Linked DNA regions of Mus musculus: region 2 is linked to region 1. The links are chromatin contacts, called in public HiChIP or PLAC-seq maps. All regions are on one chromosome and are shown on one strand. The core of a region is the stretch at or near the end of the contact, and the rest is flanking DNA. Distances in the headings are between cores, read along the strand shown.

Evidence for each region. HiChIP or PLAC-seq counts read pairs in DNA pulled down with a chosen protein or histone mark.
Region 2: a FOXA1 HiChIP or PLAC-seq map of pancreatic cancer cells shows a contact between it and region 1. The contact joins two enhancer-like sites. A contact is called at or near these places in 2 of 115 datasets of contacts at active chromatin or transcription factors (the SCID.adh cell line and pancreatic cancer cells).

The regions. Positions count from the first base shown.
Region 1 is chr2:60,624,983-60,629,868 of GRCm38.p6, reverse strand. It overlaps Itgb6 (integrin beta 6), which reads left to right. Exons shown (of 15, transcript NM_021359.3): 9 at 1,400-1,534; 10 at 1,704-2,121. Among named protein-coding and RNA genes, the nearest start is that of Itgb6, 46 kb to the left of the region's middle. Within about 2 kb of position 2,203, at least 32 of the 459 cell types and tissues checked have an H3K27ac peak or open chromatin away from gene starts, as enhancers often do. A contact at or near this core is called in the SCID.adh cell line and pancreatic cancer cells, where this site is marked.
Region 2 is chr2:60,862,673-60,867,558 of GRCm38.p6, reverse strand. The region is part of intron 1 of Rbms1 (RNA binding motif, single stranded interacting protein 1); the gene reads left to right. Among named protein-coding and RNA genes, the nearest start is that of Rbms1, 16 kb to the left of the region's middle. Within about 2 kb of position 2,363, at least 90 of the 459 cell types and tissues checked have an H3K27ac peak or open chromatin away from gene starts, as enhancers often do. A contact at or near this core is called in the SCID.adh cell line and pancreatic cancer cells, where this site is marked.

The sequences.
Region 1 (4,886 bases), core at 954-3,453:
GATGAGAACCTCTCAGAATAGAAATTCAGTCTTATCCAAGATCTGACTTGACAGTCAAGGCATAATAATTCCCCCAAATAACTTTAAGGTACAACTCTCCCACACACCATACTTTAACACCTCTAAGATTTGGGGGGTCTGGAGGTATAACTCATTGGTGAGTGTTGGGGTGGCATTATGCAGGACCTATGTTTGATTCCCATCCATCCTGGTAAGAGAACAAATAGAGGTCCATTTTGTAATTAGTGAGGTCTTTACAGCCATTACGTGTCAGGTGGCAAAGAGAGTATCATCTTCATCACAATCGCGATGATTGCTATTTCAAATCATCACATTCGCTTTTGCTACTTAAAATGTTAAGTGTAGTAGCTATTGTAAGATATGCTTATAATTTTTGAACTATGACTCAATATTGAAATGAACAGTTATTATAGATGCAGAAATGGACCCAACAAAGCGGCAGAATGTAAATTTGCTATCAGTGAAGTAAATGTTCATTGCTAGGGATAGATGAGAGCCTGCTCCCCTCTGAGAGCAGCATGGGGGCTCTCTGAGAACCAAGACACATCGATGCGTACAAGTGAAGGGTACCATTATCATATCTGTACATTGTTACATATGCACCACTGGTACATAAGCAAAAGCACTGTCTTTATGATGCCAAGCTATGCAACCCAGGTCAGGAGAACTTGCTGAATCCTTCAGAGTGCATGAAACAACTTGCAGGCAATAATTGGCTCCTGACTGTCCCATGCTGTGCAAAAACACCTTCAGAAATATTGTCATAGCTTACTTATCATGAGATAGTATATCTCAACATTGACAATGTCTGAGGAATACACACATACACACACACACACACACACACACTGTATATATCTATATCTATATATCTAGATATATATATACACACATACAGTATATATCACATATATAATATATATCACAGTCCTGCTTGATTGATGAAATGATGAATTTTTATGTTCAATTTAGCTTTATGAATTTATAGTTGTTTATTTTGTTCTCGTATGCGTATATCACGTGAACATGCACGAGCACACTCACATACACCTAAGCATGCATATGGGTGTTGGTTCTCACCTTTCACCTTGTTTAAGATAGGGAGTCTCTTATTTCTTGTTAATTCGCTGCTACGTATGCCAGAAAGCAAGCCAGGCTTCTCTTGTCTCTGCCTGGCAGCACATCATAGGTTGGAGAGTACAGACTTAAGTCCTGGGATCCTCTTTACATGGGTCCTGAGAATTAGAACTCAGGCCCTCCTTCCACAGCAAGAGTTTTACGCACTAAATCATCTCCCTAGCATCAAGCAGTTTCTTCTTCTGGCTGGATTTCCTTTTTACTTATGATTTCCCTTAACCCTTTCTTGTCTACACTAAAGGAACTGCGGTCTGAGGTGGAACTGGAAGTGTTAGGGGACACAGAAGGACTCAACCTGTCTTTCACAGCTCTCTGTAACAATGGTGTCCTCTTCCCACACCAAAAGAAATGCTCCCACATGAAAGTTGGAGACACAGTAAGTAGATCCCTGGTAGATCTTTAGAAACAACAATTTGATGGGTTGCAGGCTAGCTAGCTCAGCTTGCTGAAGCTGGGTTTCTTGGAGAAGCCAGTCTCACCAGCTTTATCTCAAATCCTGCAGGTTGCTGGATAGAGGAAGCAATAACCAGCATTTTCTTTACCAGGCATCCTTCAATGTGACTGTGAGCGTATCCAACTGTGAGAAAAGAAGCAGGAACCTCATCATAAAGCCAGTGGGGCTGGGGGACACCCTAGAAATACTCGTCAGTGCAGAATGTGACTGCGACTGCCAGAGAGAAATAGAAACTAACAGCTCTAAGTGTCACAATGGGAATGGCTCCTTCCAGTGTGGGGTGTGTACCTGCAACCCCGGCCACATGGGTCCTCACTGCGAGTGTGGTGAGGATATGGTGAGCACGGATTCCTGCAAGGAGTCCCCGGGTCACCCTTCATGCAGTGGAAGGGGTGACTGCTATTGTGGGCAGTGCATCTGCCACTTATCGCCGTACGGAAGCATCTACGGACCTTACTGCCAGTGTGACAACTTCTCCTGTCTGAGACACAAAGGCCTTCTCTGTGGAGGTAGGTGATGGGCTCCTACGGGCTTCCTGCCTCTTGTGTGGCAGCTGTTTGGGGACTTTGGTCTTTCATTTCTTCTTCACATTCCTGGGCTCAGCAGTTGTTCTGTAAATATTTTCTGGTGGCTTCAGCGGGTGACTCATTAGAACTGGGATAACTGGACAGTCTCCTGCATTTGTTGCCGTTTCTAACATTCCCGTGGAGTCAGAGCTCTGTCCACTGAACTTACATTTACATTATATTTAAATATCACTATTCCCTCAAGTTAAGCAGATAAAAGTTGAAATGTTGCCTCTCTACTTGCCACCGGGATACCACAAAACTGCTTATGATCTGAATTTCATTGTCTGTCAGACCTTTTCTAAATTAAGTTGCTGGGTCTGACCTGATTCTTATATCTTTTATGTTGGAAAAAATAAGCTAATAGAGACTGCCAAGGGAACAGAATCAAGGAGAAGACACATAGATACTGAGTAGATTTGAGATTCTCTCCCTCTCCCTCTCCCTCTCCCTCTCCCTCTCCCTCTCCCTCTCCCTCTCCCTCTCCCTCTCCCTCTCCCTCTCCCTCTCCCTCTCCCTCTCCCTCTCCCTCTCCCTCTCCCTCTCCCTCTCCCTCTCCCTCTCCCTCTCCCTCTCCCTCTCCCTCTCCCTCTCCCTCTCTCTCTCTCCCTTTCCTCCCCTCCCCTCCCTTCCCTCCTTAGATTCATAGTCTTCCTGTCTCAGTCTCCCAGGTGTTTATAGTCCAGATGATTACGTCATACTTAGCCACTTACTAACTGCCTACTAATCTAGTATATTCGGTACCAGGTCAAGTGATGCTAGGCAAGAACACATGTGAGGAAAGGCCTATGAAAAGAATGAAAGTAGAAAATAGCTTGGGATTTCTTTAAAGTTTCAAGGAAAGTTTTAAATGTACATATTAATATTTTAATAGATGCTTTTGTACATATAAAAACAATATACCTTAAGAATATACTGCAGAAGCCAAGTGCGGTGGCGCGTTTCTTTAGTCTGAGTACTTGGAGGCAGAGGTAACCAGACCTCTGAGTTCCAGTCCAGACTGTGAGTTTTAGACCAGACAGTTCTACATAGTAAGACCCACATTTTCCTCTCTCAAAAATGAACAAAACAAAAATAAAAAACAAATGAAGAGAATATATTTCAGATGCTAGGAAGGTGGTTTTGTGGTTAACATGCTGTTCTTGGAAGGATCTGAATCTGGCTCCAGCGCTCTTGATACCTTTTATCATCTATATCGCCTATTCCATGGGCTCCTCTGACCATCATGGGCTCCAGAACACAAGTGGCATTCACTGATACAGACAAATACACATAAATAAAAATAATAGCATAAAGTCTTAAGAGCTAAAGAGATGGCTTACTGGCTAAGACCACATGCTACTCCTCCAGAGGCTCTTAGTTCAGTTCCTAGCATCATTTCAGCATCAACTGCCTGTAACTCCAGCTGCAGAGGATCAGAGCCTATGCTGGTACCTGCACTTGTGTGCATAATCACATATGTACAAATAACGAAAATAGTTTAAAAGTAAATCTTTTAAGGGGGGAGAATATGCTATGTTAAACATTATTCTGATGCATGTATTTAATTATAACCTATTCCAACAGGAAAGACAAATATTAACACAGTTTAAAATGGTATAAACATGGTCTGCAAGTGAAGTGTTAACTGGCTGTGGACTAAGCCCAGACACCCTACTTATCACAGGATGAAAGCAGACATCTCATCAAAACACAGTGGCGTTATCTTTACAGAAAACTAAGCAAGTCATGTTTCCAAACCACAGTGTCAGAAACGTAGAAAAGAGAACCATTTCCCCAGTGAGGGAGGTTGAAGTGGGATCAGAAGCAGGTCATGTGACAATTTTTTTTTAAATGAAGAAAATAAAAAGAAAGAAAGGGAAAAAAAACTTATTTTTGGGAAAAGGAAGGAAGGAGAAGAGGGAGGAAGGGAAGCTAGAAGAAATCCAAGAGTTCTGAAAAACACATGAAAGCATTTATCCCAAAGAAAATTAATTTCTTCTCCCTTTTCATTCAAAGGTTCACTTTCTGACTCCAGTGTGTGTGTGTGTGTGTGTGTGCATGTGTGTGTATATAAACCCACATCTATGTTTTTATTGGATTTAAGCAGGACACAGCCTGTAGGTGACAAGAACTAATCAATGGCAAAGCCACCATCAAATCATAGGAAGGATGTATCTGCAGAACCCCACACTGCCTTTCTAGTAAAAAAAGCAAACAAACAAACAAAAAAAATTGTTTAAAAAAATGCTTTCTGAAGGGCCGAAGTGTTTGTTATCTAGCCTAATCTAATGGCATAGACATCGTCCCAATATTCCAGCTCCTAAATTCTTGGTAAAAATACCGAAAACAGCAGGAATTGCTAACTAACATGAGCAATCCCCCCCACCCACCCACACACACACATTTCTTTTTTTCTTTTTAAAAATATGTGCAGAATATTGGGAATACACTCAACCTATATACCTGACAGTTAAGAAGGTCAGACAGTAACACTGCTCTTCAAAGCAGATGAAGGAATCGCAAGGAACTCTACTTAGAAACTTCCACCAGTGGCAAGTTCTTTCACACTTCAGCAAATGTAAAATTAATAATAATAAATAATAATAAATACTCGGAAGCCAGTAACCTTCTCTTCTAAAATGTACAGTGAAAGTAAATACAAAATCCCCAGTCAGGATTGGTGGAGTAGTCTCCCTGTGCCAGGAATGCGCTCAGTGCAGGGATGG
Region 2 (4,886 bases), core at 1,114-3,613, 240 kb before region 1:
AGCCAAAGCAGACAGCAAGGATCACTGCGAGCGAGCGAGCGAGCACAGTCAGCGTAAGATAAACAGCAAGTGAAACCATAGGAAGGTGGGTGTGATTCATAGCTTGCTCAGAAGGTTTTGAATTTAGGGTTCAATCTTAGATAACTTTGGTTATACATGGGGAGGCATTCTTGTGTTTATGTCATCCATGGTGTGTGTGAGCATTCTCTTTCTCTCCCTTCTCCCTGTGTGTGTGCATGTATGTGTGGCTGTGCATATAGAGGCCAGAAGTTCAGGTCAGGTGTCCTCTATCAACCTCTGTCTTATTTTTGAGATAGAATCCCCAGAGAACTTGGAGCTCACTGATGTGGACAGACGACGCGGGACCTTCCCTTCTTCCTCCTCCTGACTTACTTTGTTGAGTGTGGGTGTTAGGATGTTCCTGTAGCAAACGCTTGACACACTGAGCCATCTTATCAGCCTGACTTTGGTCACCTTTTTTTTTTTTTTCTTATTTGGTCATAATACTGAAATGGTGAGAACATTGTAAAACACAAAAGGCTACTTGGAGTAAAACATTTTCTTTGAACGTGTTTTTAGTGACATAGCTGTTTTACTGCTATAGAAACAAACAGCAGGGAAACACCGTGCAGTAGTGGGCTGGACCACTGTGAGGTGTGTCATCTACTAGGCCCATTTCAGCCTAGTAGATGCTTACGCCCTGTTCTGAGGCTAGACAGATGAGGGCACTGACAGAGCCATGCTTCCTCCCAGGAGCCCAGAGTGCTGGAGCAGGCTTTCCCCTTGCTCTTTGCTCTTACCTAACATTGGCGTTGAAACTCTTGCTCTCACGGTGTCTCCCTGTGCCCAGAGTTTCCCCTCTGTTCATCTATAACAGTCATGGTGTTTGGGTCCCTGTGTTTAGACATTTGACTATAAAGAAGATCTCATTCCAGGATACTGGGGGGTGGGGGGACAGGGTCAGAATCCTAGGCTGCCTTAGGGGATTACATTTCATCACTAACAGCATTCATTTATTTGAGGCAGAACTCCTCAATTGGGCCTAAATGACATCCATAGTCATAAGAGCTTCAATAATGGAAGTATTATATTGGTGACACACTGTACGTAGTTGTAAGGACATTTTCCCCTTTGTGGCTGAATTTTAACTTGGAGGTTAGAAGATTCATCTTCATACAGAAGGCTCAAACATACAAATGATTCTAGAAGCATCTTCCAACTCTAGCCTTCAAGGAGCTCCAGAACCGCTCTGCTTCAGCCAAGCCCATTCCCATCCTTCTAGCCTGAAGCTTCTCCCAGCTTCTAGAAGTCTCTCTTTTCCCCTGCTCTCTCCTAGGCCTTTGTTAGACCATTACAAATGGCAGCAGAACTCTGTCTTCCCACCTTCAGGTCCCCTCCCTCTTGTCTCTTAAGTTCTACCTGAAACTTGTGTCAGAATTGAGCCCTCCTGATGTGGTTTTCATCCACCACACCTGAGTGGTAGTGTGGGCAGAGTGGAAAAACCCAGGCATTCACTGTCTTTATCTGCAAAGGGGATTCCTGGGCCACCGTGTTGGAGAAGTCAGGTTGTTTGTGGGGGAGTGAAAATGACTCCTACCATTAGTAGGGAAGATTGTTGGAAGAGATTCTTGCCCATTTGTAATTTTCATTTGAAAGTTACTGTGTTAGAATGTAAAGAGGTGTTACAATGTAACTTTTTGAATACTTAAACGGGAACTTGTGTGTCTGCTTCATTAACAAACAGGTGTTTCACTTTTGTTAGCCTTCACTTAAAAAAAATTATTTTTTCCTGATTGGTTAATAAAGAACAAATCTCAGATGGCATTAATTTGTAAGGAAATCAGTTAAATTAGTCCTTTCTTTGAACAAAGGGCTCTTTCTTGTGTGTTATGATTGCTTGAATTGTTCCTTCACCTTTTGATTGGGTGTGTGTCTTCGTACAAGTCAGATTGCTAAATGTATATGCGCCGTGGCGTCTCTCCATGAGCATTGGGTTTGTGTGATTTGTGCATATTTTAAGGGCACAATATTTGCTGATTCTATTCAGTTTCTTTCAAAAAAATTTTTTTTCTTTACTGTATTTAAAACAGGAATTTAGTCAGGCCCAGTTTTCAAAAACCGCACCCAACATGTGAAGTTAGGCATACTTAGTAGTCACTGTCTCAGCAAGCTTCTGTCTGTCCCTGTTTGGCAGCACTAAGTGTCAGGAAATACACCTTAGGTGCTCTGCACTTTCTGCCCAAAATGAGGTCACTGGATTTTTCAAGGGAGCCGGTTTTGTTTGTTTTGACCTAGGGAAGCACGTAGAGTTGTAACCTAGAGAATTGGACATTGAACTCGTGGCATGCCAGTTCGGGGGAAGCTGTGGAAACTCTCAGGTCTGAACGATGTCAGAGCAAGGAAATAGAAAATGCTCAGCTCAGCTTGGCTCAGGATCTGGAGGGTGTGTCCAGGGAGGGTGAAGTTTTAGGACAGGAGAAGCCTTTTCCTGTTGTCTCTCAAGTGTCATCTGAAGAGAGTCAGGAGGCAGAGTCTGTGGGGAATTAGGGACAGTGGTAGCTGCTTTGTAAAGGACATAGACACAGAGCCCAAAGTACCCCAAGTATGCAAATGCATCTTAGGGACCGTGGACAGGACCAGGCATAACACCAGGACCTCTGAATTTCAGGGGCAGTCTGCACTCAGCTCTGCTCTCTCCTCTTTTACTATTTCTTAAGTGTGGCTGGTCATAATCAAAATCTCAAACATGAAAACAATTGTCTCTGTGTTATGTATTCCCAACATGATGGGGACATCCAGGGCTCTGTGGGTGATTTAGAAACTTGTAGAAATCTGAGGAGCTCCTCATAGGGTTTACTGTGTCTTCTCAGTGGTAGAAAAATGCACTGTCACACACTAGTAATCTATAAGCCTAGAGGTAACAGAGACAGGAAACATATATGTGTGGTGGAGAATGACAGGTTCCTGAGCAAGTGAGTCAGAATTGACTCTAAAGAAAAACAGGGACTCTTCACTTAAAGCTGATGTAAGAAAGTTCCTTGGAACCCTCATTAGCCTGAGCCCTGGCAGAGCTAAACTCATCTCCTAGAGACCTGCGAGTGAGTGTCTGCAGGAAAGGGCTTCGGGAGAGTCTGCATTGGTGCTGAGCCGGCAGAAGCTTCAGGGCCACTGTGATTCCAGGACCCAGCTGAAACTCAGAGACCCAGGATGGGGAATGACTTCTGTTTCCTTGTTTTCTTTCTCGACACCTTATTTTGCCCTGTACATTTTTACGTAATTCCCTAGTGTGTGTGTGTGTGTGTGTGTGTGTGTGTTGGGATCCAGGAGTCTTGTGGGAAAGATAGAGCAAGAAGCAGAGATTCCAAAGCATCGCAGAGACCGTGTACAGGGATGGCAATGAATTGGCATTTTCCTCCTCTGCTGCCCTTTCTCCTCATCCTCTCTGCTGTCACCCTAGGCAGGGCTGCTTCTTTGGCAGCAGATCCAGTGCAGCTTCACTCCACTGTCAACAGGCAGGTTGGCAGTCTAGGCAAGAGGCCAGGAGGCCATGGTGTGCAGCTCCTCCCACCATCCCCAGACACTCAGCATCTGTTCACTTAACTTTACAGTAAATGCATTACTGAGTATTTTAGGGGGAAAATTAGTGATTCAAAGCTTTTACTAAACTGTAGAGGCTTACCCAGATCTTACTCACCCCTCTTTTTTTTTTCCTCTCCTTTTTCATTTTAATGGAGTTTTAGGACTGGTCGCGCCATTTTAAGTTCTTACCTTCTTGCCAGCAAAGGTCGATCACACAGTACACTGGGTAGAGGGAAAATATCCTTAGTGGTAGTGGAAGATGTAAATTTCTGGCCTTTTGTACTATTGGCCTTCAAGCTTGAGAAGAGCACAGACAGAGCAACCCTAATGGAGCCCATGCCCGTGTCTAATACCCCTCCACCCATGCTAGTCTCCACTTCAGGTATTAGAAGGTATGTGCTGGAATTCCAGGATTTTAGAGAGGCTCTAGCCAATGCATGTGTACTTAGGACTTACAGGTCATTGGACTAACCAATGAGAAGGTCCAGGCAGTCTAGTGGTTTTGAGGATAGCCTTTCCTAGGGAGCCACGCCCCATCCCACCCCACCCCCACCCGCCTCTCATATTTTGCCACTTGAACTCAGTGTGATTTGTTCCACTCTGTTTTTAATGTGCTTGTGCAAAGGAGCTTGAGAGTAGGAGGTGGGAGACTGGACCAGCACTGTGTATAGGTCACTTTTAATATTAGAACTGGCTGTGGCATATTTAGAGAGAGGCCTGGGAAAGATGGGCTTGGCACAGACTATACTGGCAGAGCACTTCCTACTAGCTTGACATCTTCCTGAGGCTCTGTTGTCTGTACTTACACAATGTCTTGATGGACCTTGAGTTGGAATGGAATCAGTGACCCAGGCTTCATGTTACACACATCAAGACTAAGAGAAAAGTTAGTTTGCCAAGGGCAAACAGAATGTGGTCATGGTGACATCTGAACTCCAGCAGTCTGCTTCCAGAGTCCACTCTTACGCACGTTCGCAACTGGCCAGGAAAGATGCAACAAACCAGAATCTTCTGCGGCAAAGCTTTATTGCTTACTCAGGAGCAAGAGAGGAAGAGTGCGGCAGAGAGAAGCAGAGAGGAAAAGAGAGAGAGACGCAGAGAGAGACGCAGAGAGAGGGGCAGAGAGGGAGAGAGGCAGAGAGCAGAGGAAGAGAGCAGAGGAAAAGACGAAGAGAAAGAGACGAAGAGAGAAGAGACGAAGAGAGGGAGTGCCAGAACCCCGTCCCTTTTAAGGAGAATTATCTTCCGCCTAGGACATGTCATTCCCTGATTGGCTGCAGCCCATCGGCCCAGTTGTCATCACGAGA